Linked DNA regions of Rattus norvegicus: region 2 is linked to region 1. The links are chromatin contacts, called in public Hi-C maps. All regions are on one chromosome and are shown on one strand. The core of a region is the stretch at or near the end of the contact, and the rest is flanking DNA. Distances in the headings are between cores, read along the strand shown.

Region 1 (4,953 bases), core at 1,097-3,596:
CCAAGGTCGAATATTCTGCTGATTGCAATCTATCACAGTCATAACATGCCTATAGGACTAATAAACAGACACAAAGTGCATGGTGAAGCATAAATGCTAAAATCTCAAGGCTACCTAACCCCAAATGTTTCTTTTATCACTGCGCCTCATATCTAAAGCAGAGCACTTCTCCATACTAATGTTAACCACGAGCTTCAGAACACATTTCAGGTATAAAGTGGTCCCGCAATAACCCAGCTTCAGAATGAACAACTGTCACTCAGGGATCGTTCGTCAGTGTCTGATGTCTGACTCAGATTCTACGTGTATAGTTCTCATCCCTACACTGTGTCATCCCTATGTGCCTCCTTACCAACTGGTGTGAAAAGAAACTGGATATTTGTAAAACTTTCAATAGTTTTTTTTTTTTTTTTTTTTGTAGTTATCTTACCCTGTTACTCTCCTACCTTCCTCAAGACACCTTCAACACCATTCATTACACAACCACTGTCAACCCATGACATGGGCATTGGAGTACGTTCACCTTATATATCTTTTAGCTTCGGATACCTAACTCCATGATTATCATTTAAGGAACAGGAAGTTACCAGAAGACCATAAATGCAAACAAAGTATAGACCTGGTTCTGGTTGAGATTGAGTTCGATGGCCTGCAGCTCCCCGACTGTGTCAGGTATACTCCGAATCTGGTTTTTGGAGAGATCTACTACATCCAGATGCCTCAAGCTACAAAGCTGGGGTGGTAATGCTCCCAGCTGATTCCCAGAGAGGCTCAGGGTCTTCAGAGCCGACAGCTGCCCGAAGGAAGACGGTAGCTCTCTCAGGTGATTGTTGTTGAGACTTAGTGTCTCTAGTTTTTTCAGATTGCATAATTCATCAGGTAGAACAGCTGGTGAAGAAAATTAAAGAAAAAAACTAAATGTTAGAACTAATGAAATTTATAAAAAGACAGCATGGTAACTGCCCCATCTTGGTTTTGTTTCTAATTTTGAGACAGGGTCTCACTAAGTTGTCTAGGGTAGCCTTGGAATTATCTTTCTGCTTCAGCCTCTGAGTGGCTGGGGTTACAGGCCTGACTTCTTACATAGAATCCTCACATGTCATGTCTAGGTTTCACCTTTTACAAACGGTGTTTGGGACTTAAGAAGCCATCAAAATGCAGAAAAGTGTGTACGTATATAATGGATTCTTTTTGTAAAGGGGCTTAAGTGTATTCTAAAAACAATCTGGGGAAGGTTAAAAGATTCATTCCACCCTGCCACCCAAATTAGATAACTGTTTACATCGTGTTTACATCGATTCCCAAAGGTCTTCCTAGTCCAAATTAACCTAGTAATAATGATTACACTACCCAAGGAGGCTTTTAGATTTAATTACAAGAGATAAAAGCTTCAATACTCTAACATTCTGCATCCCCTAAACTGATTTCATAACAAAAATCATCTAACAGGGAAAACACCCTTCAGTAAAACTGCCGATTACTAGCCAAAGCTGCCCAGGCACAAAATCCATACTCAGTTTGTTGTTGTTGAGAGAGAGACTCTTTAGCAGAGTGAACTTTCCTATTATCAGAGGTGGTAGGCTGTCGATCTTGTTGTTGGACAAATCGATGGTCCTAAGATTGCTTGTCAGCTTCTGCAACTCTGAGGGGAACTGGAGAAAGGAGCTCACAGTGTGGAAAAATCCTGCACCAATAGACTTCGCCACCCCGCCATCCCTCTCCCTTTTAGTTTCTAGGTCCGGTCCCCTCAGGTCTCACCTCGGTCAGACCACGGTCTTTAAGCTGAAAGACACCAGTTTTCTGCGCTGTTTCCACATGAGCACGGAGGGCACTGTTTCCCATCCTAGCACCACGGCTCAGTTCCCTGCAGGAAAGAAGCATAGCTGTCACCGCCCAGTCTAGACATACAGCCATCGCTAAACCTCTCGTTTAGGTCTCCTGTCCCAGTTGTCACCTTCTGCCTATCCCTACTTCCCAGGGGCCAGCCCAAGAGTAACAAGGGGAAAGCAAGCGAGCAGATAGTGCTACCACAAGATCCTGCTGCGTTGGCACCTGAGTTAAGGGCCAGGGAGCCTCCGATAGCTGCTGCCGGAACAGGGAGCTCAAGACTCGCCTCCTACCGCTCAGTGCAGAGAAGACTCCACCAGGGAACACCCGGGACCCGCGCTCGCCTGAGACGCGCTCCCAGGGCTTCCGCCCGGGTAGGAACGCCCTGTGACATCATCAAACCGCGCGCACGTTCGCTGTGTGCCCCTCACTCCTCGCGCCAGTTCCAGAGGTGCGTTGGAGCCATGGCTGCCGCCAACCCGTGGGACCCAGCGTCCGCGCCGAGTGCAGCTGGGTTACTGCTGAACCACTTGGTGGCTTCAGGGATAGTCACTGAGGTACGTGGGGGGCGGCGACGGCGTCATCAAGGTGGCGACAGAATTCAGCTGTGAGGTGGTGGTCCTGGTTACCCGGGCGTGAGTGAGCCAGTTGAGGATTGTGTTGAGTACTTAGTAGCGTCCCTTGGAGACTGCAGCCGTGACCATACTCCCGTGGGCTCTTCGAGTGTGAGGGACAGAGTGCTGGTGTTCCGAGCACTCTGTTTTGAGTGCCTGCAGGTTATCCCAGGCCGGTTTGTCGGAGATGGACCAGCATTCCGCTTTTTTTTTTTCTTTTCAGTGATACTACTTCCTCTAGAAGAGTGTTTCTCAACCTTCCTAAGGATACGATCCTTTAATACAGTTCATGTTGTGATGACCCCCAACCATAATATCATTTCCGTTGGTTGCTGCTTCATAACTGTGATCTTGCAACTGTTAGGAATATTAATGTAAACATCTGTGTTTCCCGGTGGTCTTTAGGCGACCCGTGTCTGTTAAAGGGTTGTTTGACCCCCACCAAGAGTTGAGAGTCACTCAGTTGAGAACCACCGCTCTAAATTGTAGAGTGGGGACAGTGAGAAAGAAATAGTGGCAGGTATCTTTAAAAACATTTCCAACAACGCCTGTTAATGGGAATTATTAAAATATATCTGGGGCCCTGTGTACAGAAGAACTCTAGCGGAGACTCTTTAGGACAGCATCTATTAAAAGTGTGTGTTTGTCTCTGTGTGTCTGGGTATGCCCTTGCACTGTGAAGATTTTGAGACAAGAATAAAGAGTAGCCCAAGAAGTGACTGTTTTGACAAGCAGGTAGACAGAAGGGAGAAATCGAATATCTGAAGGAATAACTGAAAGGAATGAGGGAGTGAGAAATCAAGCACATTATGATTGAAGGAAGGAAACTGATACAAAAAGGAAGTTGAGGAAAGTTAGTTAATTCGTCTGTAGAAATTAGCAGTGCTAGTAATGGAAGATTTTTTAATTGTTTATTTTTATTTTATGTACATTGATGTTTTGCCTGTTTGTATATCTGTGTAAAGGTGTCAGGTCCACTGGAATGGGAGTTACAGACCGTTGTGAGCTGCTTTGTGGTTGCTGGGAATTAAACCCAGACCCTCTGGAAGAGCAAATCAGTGCTTTCAACCACTGAGCCATCTCTCCAGCCCCTTGGTTTCATTGTTTTTTGGTTTTAATGTCTGAAAGAGGTAATAGAGACTTCACACATGTCCTAAAGTGTTTAAGAAACCTAAATAGCCAGATGTGGTGACACAAGACTTGGGAACACTTGGGAGCTGGAAGCAGAAAGATTGCTCAGAGTTCAAGGCTAGCCTAGGATAGAGGGAGGAGACCATGTCTCCATTAAACAAATAAGAAGCACCTAAAGAGACTAAGAAATCAGTATCACTCAGCAAGCTGGCAGAATTAGATCCTATAACTCTCTCCCTTTTGCTCTATCATCTTTTAAAATGAGTTAACAGCCAGACAGGGTGGTACACAGCTGTAATCCCAGGGCTAGTGAGTTACAGACCATCTAGGGCCACATAGCAAGACTCAGTCTCTAAATAAATAGTGCTAAAATAATAAGGGTGAATGTGATAGCATTGTGCTGTGAAAGATTTTGGACTTTGTTTAAGACCCAGCATTACTTTGAGTGTGTGAATTGGCCCTGGCTAATTGGTTTCCCAGGAGCTGGCACAGTACTCTTCAGTTAATCCTTTCTCACTCCTCTCTGTTTTCTTTCTACCACATTGCAGAGTATTCTCACCTTGCATCGTGCCATTCTCTTGTCATAAAACTACTGGATTATTTCATAAGTAACACATTTGAGACTCAATGTCCTTCTTGAAAGTGTTGACAGAGAATACAAGTTTCTGAACTATAGAAAGGTAGATAACCTCAGGCACTGTACAGTGGTGGTTTTATGGTTATCTTCCACATTAGCCAGTTTCTTGTTTTTTAGGTTTTTTTTTTTTTTAAGATTATTTATTTATTTTATGTGAGTACATTGTTGCTGTCTTCAGACACACCAGAAGAGGGCATTGGATCCCATTACAGATGGTTGTGTGTAGTCCTGGCTGTTCTGGAACTCACTCTATAGATCAAGCTTTGAACTCAGAGATCCACCTGCCTCTGCCTTCTGAGTGCTGGGATTGAAGACATGTACAATCATGCCCTGCTAAACCCTTAAATGAAAAAAGTAAATGGGTTGAGGATATAGCTCAGTTGATAGAGTGCTTGCCTAGCACACACAAAGCCCTTGGTTTGATCCAAAGCACCATATAAAACAGGTACTGGGACTCAGGAGGTGATTTAATCAATAAATCGCCTATCAAATAATCACAAAGGGCTGAATTTAGATCCCTCACACCCAGGTAAAAGCAGAATGTGAAGGTAAATGTCCTAGAGCTAGGAGCCAGAGATAGGAGGAGCTAGCTAGTCAGTCTAACCCCGTCTAGTCTGTATATTACCAGTGTGTCAGGGTCTGGGCTAGAAATATTTAGGTTCTTGGCCTCTTGTCTAAAGAATGGAAAATAAATTTATTCTGAGGGAAGGAATAACACAGAATATAGAGAGATACAGCGTCAAG
Region 2 (5,069 bases), core at 2,497-4,996, 57 kb after region 1:
TTCATTGATTGTCCCAGTAATATTACAGCTGAGAGATGAAAGGAAAGCCCGGAGCAGGAAAAAGGGTGACAGGTCCAGGTTCACATCCAGATAGACAAACACAGGCTTTTGAGGAGACTGCATCAGCAGTCAGCACCAAGCTGAGTTGGGGATTCTCAGTCCATGACACACATACCAGGTATCAGAAGATCGGTTGGTATGGAGTCATGTTATCATAATGTTACATAGCAGTTACTTCGTGGGGTACAAGAGAATCCTACTCTTTCCTTAGTCTTGTATGTCTAGTAAGTTCTTAGATTCAGTGCGACACACACACACACACACACACACACACACACCCTTTTAAGACAGGGTTTCTCTGTGTATTACTGACTGTCCTGGAACTCTCTCTGTAGACTGGTCTTGAATGCAGAGATCACCTGCCTCTGCTTCTCAGGGACTGGATTAAAGGCATTCCCACTGTGCCCAGCTCCCTTATATGACTGTAAAATACCATGTGTTCTCACAGTTTCAGTTCTTCCCAGTAAACGTACTGAATGGCTCCCCATGAATTCCTAGGGATAAATCATTCATCAGTTCATGCTGGATCAGTTAGTGATGCTGACAGTTTCTGGGTCCATCCAACGGCTGCTATCCTTCATCCTCAAACACAGTCAAAAGCTACTTGTAGAGTCTTTTAGGGCAGTGAAAATCCACTGTTTTAATGCAGTATGGAGTAATTTAGCATAGGCCATCTCAACACCAGACAAACAGGGACTCTTTATTCATCTGCCAAAGTCAGATAGAGGCTGATGCTTCTTTCCTGTGGGGAAATCTGCTCTAGAGGAACAGAGACAATGTTTGATCCGTACTTGGGCCAAGGCTGAAATGAGGTCTGTTAACCCTGTGTTAGGCATGATTATAATTTTTTGTGGTTCTGGAGTTTGATAGGCAAGGCACTGTACCACTGAGCTGTCTCCAGCCCACTCTGGGAGCATTATCATCATTTCAGAGATAAGGAAACTAAGTTCAAGTTACTTGGCCAGAGATCCAGCTTTAACACAAACCTCAAAGTCTGTGTCTTTGCCTATTAACCTTGCAGTGCATCTCTTTAGAAGGGTTAGGTTGTTCTTTTGCCAGCTAAAGCCCCACGGAGTTACAGATGCTACATGGATATTATCTCTTCAAATAAGGGACTCTGAATTCTTTTTTTCTAGCACAGTGACGTTTGATGGTGGGTCAGTGTGTACATATGTCTAGTCATCCTCACCTCACCATCTCTGTGATGGGCGGGGCATGTGCAGTTCTGGGACCCTTAAGGTTTCTCTAAAGTGATTGATTAATGGTGTAATTGAAATCATAGGATTGAGTAAGTGCCAGCAGTTGTTTAGATCACTTTCTGAATTAAAGGTTCTTAGTACCAAATAGAGTTAATTTTTAAAGAAAAAGATTCCTATCAAAATAGACCCAAGTCTATTTTCAGACTTGAAATATCCCTCTTGGTTCTTCACTAGAAGGTTTCTGGTAGCAACATTTGAAGTTAATATTTGCTACTTAGTTTGAATACTTTCTCATTCTATATTGGAATTGTCTCAGAGTGTCTATTGCTTTGATAAACACTATTGACAAAACTGAACCTGAGGAGGAAAGGATTTATTTCATCTTATACTTCCAGGTAATAGTTCATCGCTGAGGCAAGTCAGGCAGGGGAGGAAGCTGGAGGTAGAAGTCTTGGTATTGGCTTGCTCCTCATGGCTTATTCAGTCTGCTTTTTTACAGCACCCAGCTCAGGATGGCACCACCTACAGTGGGCTGGGCCCTCCCCCATCAATCAGAAATTGAGAAAATGAACTATAGACTGGCCTACAGACAACAGTTTGTTAGTTTGTTTGATTTCAAGACAGAGTTTTCTGTATAACAGCCCTGGCTGTCCTGGAACTTGCTTTGTGGACCAAACTAGCCTCCACTCACAGAGATCTGCAGGCCTCTGCCTCCTGAGTGGTGGGATTAAAGACACACACTTGCTTGAAGGTAGACTACAGGCAACTCTGATGGAGGCATTGTTTGCAGTTGAGAGTCCTTTAAATGACTCCAGCTGGTGTTAACATGCTGTAAAACTAGCCAGACAGGAACAACATGAGCTTTTTAAAGTTACTTTTGATATTAGTCTACTTGGGATAGAGAACATAATACTAACAGAACAAAAATCTCTCCAGACCAAAGAAACCTATCAGTGACAAGTTCCTTTAGTAATATATAGGCCATGCCTTATGATTGGATCTTGAATGGTTGTCATGAAATTGTTAACCGTGTTGTTGATTCTAGCTGGATTTGAGAAAGGCACATAGACACGTGTCAGACAAGTACGGTGGTGTACCTATTTAATCCCAACAGTCAGGAGGCAAGAGGCAGGTGGATCTGAGTTTGAGGCCAGCCTGGTCTACAAAGTTAGTTCCAGGACAGCCAGGGCTTCACAAAGAAACAAACCCTGTCTCAAAAAACCAAACCAACCAAATAAACAAAACAAAAGGCTATGGTTAGTCTGTGTTATATACTCTCTATACTTGAACTCAAAGACAGACAGACAGACAGACAGACAGATGAAGTTGCCTATCTCTCCTGAATAGGAGCCTACAGTACACTGCAGTTCAGTGTCTTATTTTAGCCTTTAGACTGTCACAGTGAGCTGTTTACATCTGCTTCCTTGTGTTACCTGGGTGGAGCGGAACACACATTCTTTGCCTATTTTCCTCTTTCTAAAGTTGTGAGTTTTCCAGGATCGAATGGGCTAAGTTCAGCATTCTTGGCTGGAGCTCAGAAGCCTGTTGACAGCTTTTATCATTAGGCAAAGTGCTTTCTTCAAAGATACTTTCAAAACACATTTAGGCAGTTATTTGCATTTGGATAAAAACATAGACAAAGAGGACCTAGGCCCACCACACATATGTAGCAGATGTGCAGCTTGATCTTCATGTGGGTCCCAACAGCTGGAGTAGGGGCTGTCTCAGACGATGTTGCCTGCCTGTAGATCCAATTCCCCTGACTGGGCCACCTTGTGTGGCCTCAGTCGGAGAGGATGCACCTAGTCCTGCAGTGAGTTGGTGTGCCAGTGTGAGGTGATGCCCAAGGGAATGGGCCACCCTTTCTCAAAGGAGAAGGGGATGGGGGGATGGGTGAAGGGGGGACCAGGAGGTGAGTGGGGGCTGCAATCGGGATGTAAAGTGAATAAATTAATTAATGGAAAAATATAGACAGAATAACTTTTCCTTGTTTACTCCGCTCTCTCTCTCTCTTTACTCCGCTCAGCTGATCATAAACTGTGGGCAGAAAAAAAATATTTATATTTTGATATGGTTCTTTGCTGTTTCCACCTCTCTTCCCAGCTCCTGCCCTAGGAAGTTGGAGTTCTGTGGAAGATTTTCCAAATAATGAATGGATGGTAGTTAACTCATCTGTTCTAAGGCAGCAAAATATACTTCTTCTTCAGACTCAAGAATTTCACCTGCTCTGACTTTAGGAGGCAAACAAGATCTCCCCTGACCTTTAACTTTGCTAACATGGGGTTAGTGTGACTAGAGAGAGCTGCAAGAGAGATCATGGGAGCTCAAGTTTTTTACTGCACACTGGTTTCCTTTGGCCTTTTGCCCAGATAATGGAAGCATTAAAAAGCAAACAAAAACAAACAGTTCTCTGCCAAGAAGCCTAAGTGCAGCTGCTAAAATACAGAGCTGTGTAGTCCTGACTTAGCTCCTGCTATTTCTGGTTGCCCTGGTTTCATGTGTGAAGTCAGTCTCTGCAGTAGTCTGTGTGATGCCGATACAAGTATCCATCTTACAGCTAGAGAAACAGAAGCTTTCAAAACTTGCCCAGGATCACCCTGCTTTGAAGTGTAAGACCTACACTACAATTTGGAACCATAGCAGATGAGTCAGAATTGAAAGGGAAGTTGAAGAAAGAAAAAAAAATCAGGAACACTGTGGTACCCCCTAGGCATCAGGGATCCATCACAGCACAGCACAGGCAGCAGAGCGCCATCTGCCACTCTTCTGCCTTGTGCTTGGTTCTCTGGGGGAATTGTCAACTGCTGCCTGTGTTTGTCTTTCTTTGGAAAGTCTCCCTGGTTGGTAGCCTCCTCTCAGGAGTCATTGCTCTAGCAGCCCAGAGTGAAGAGGGCGCTGAGGTAATGAACTGGGTTCTGCTTCCCACCAAGACCAACACCAGTGGCCAGAAGTGTTCCAGTGCTGCCTAGCAGAGAACAGTTCAGGTTTCGGGAAACAAAGTACAGTTTCCATATGAGGACTTCTGGAGGTTTCTGGATTTGTCATAAAACCTGACCTCAACTGAAGTGATTGTCTAGCAGAACCTGCCGGCTCTCAGGAGCAGTCAGAAGACAGACCCTCAAGGACAACTTTACCCTAAACTGGAACTGTGGCGGTCTTCAGACCTTGAATTTGCCTTTTGGGGCAGTGTTTCACTATTTCCACTGCATTAGCCATAGTAGGCATTTCCTGGTGTATGAGGAAAAGTACGTTTTTGTTTTTTTTTATCTTTGCCCTGCCTTAGATTTTCATTGTTAGACCGTGAAACACTGGAGCTGAGATATAGCTCAGTCCCTTAAGAATGTTTGCTGCTGGGGTTGGGGATTTAGCTCAGCAGTAGAGCGCTTGCCTAGAAAGCACAAGGCCCTGGGTTCGGTCCCCAGCTCCAAAAAACAAACAAACAAACAAACAAACAAACAAACAAAAAAACCAAACCAAGAATGCTTGCTGCTCTTTCAGAAGACACAGTTCAGTTCCTAGAACCCAGATAGCTCACAACTGCCTGTAACTTCACTTCCATGGGATCTGGCACCTTCTTCTGGTATCAGCAGGTACTCACATTTGTGTGCAATGCTCTACATGCACATACACAGAAATAATTAAAAATAAAGTCTTTTTAAAAAAGACTAGGAAATATGCACTTTAAAAAAAACTAGGCTGATATAGGTACTTAAAAATATTTGAGCAGACTTACTGAATTTTCTCTTACAATTTTTTCCTGAAGTTGAATTGATTCTTATGAAATGATTGAGTTTAGATTCAATATTTTAT

What was found. A called contact is a pair of places that touch in the nucleus more often than the background predicts.
Region 2: a contact with region 1 is called in a Hi-C map of psoas muscle, with 2.7 times the contacts expected there. The contact joins the enhancer-like site here to the promoter of Lrrc57 in region 1. A contact is called at or near these places in 8 of 12 Hi-C or Micro-C datasets (the A7r5 cell line, the Rat2 cell line, Schwann cells and 5 more).

Annotation. Positions count from the first base shown.
Region 1 is chr3:128,004,658-128,009,610 of GRCr8, forward strand. It overlaps Lrrc57 (leucine rich repeat containing 57), which reads right to left and starts at 2,347. Exons shown (of 6, transcript NM_001012354.2): 1 at 2,053-2,347; 2 at 1,759-1,864; 3 at 1,514-1,652; 4 at 620-888. The coding sequence starts at 1,842. Haus2 (HAUS augmin like complex subunit 2) reads left to right here and starts at 2,237. Exons shown (of 6, transcript NM_001402746.1): 1 at 2,237-2,384. The coding sequence starts at 2,292.
Region 2 is chr3:128,060,350-128,065,418 of GRCr8, forward strand. The region is part of intron 3 of Stard9 (StAR-related lipid transfer domain containing 9); the gene reads left to right. Among named protein-coding and RNA genes, the nearest start is that of Stard9, 28 kb to the left of the region's middle. Within about 2 kb of position 3,747, at least 46 of the 93 cell types and tissues checked have an H3K27ac peak or open chromatin away from gene starts, as enhancers often do.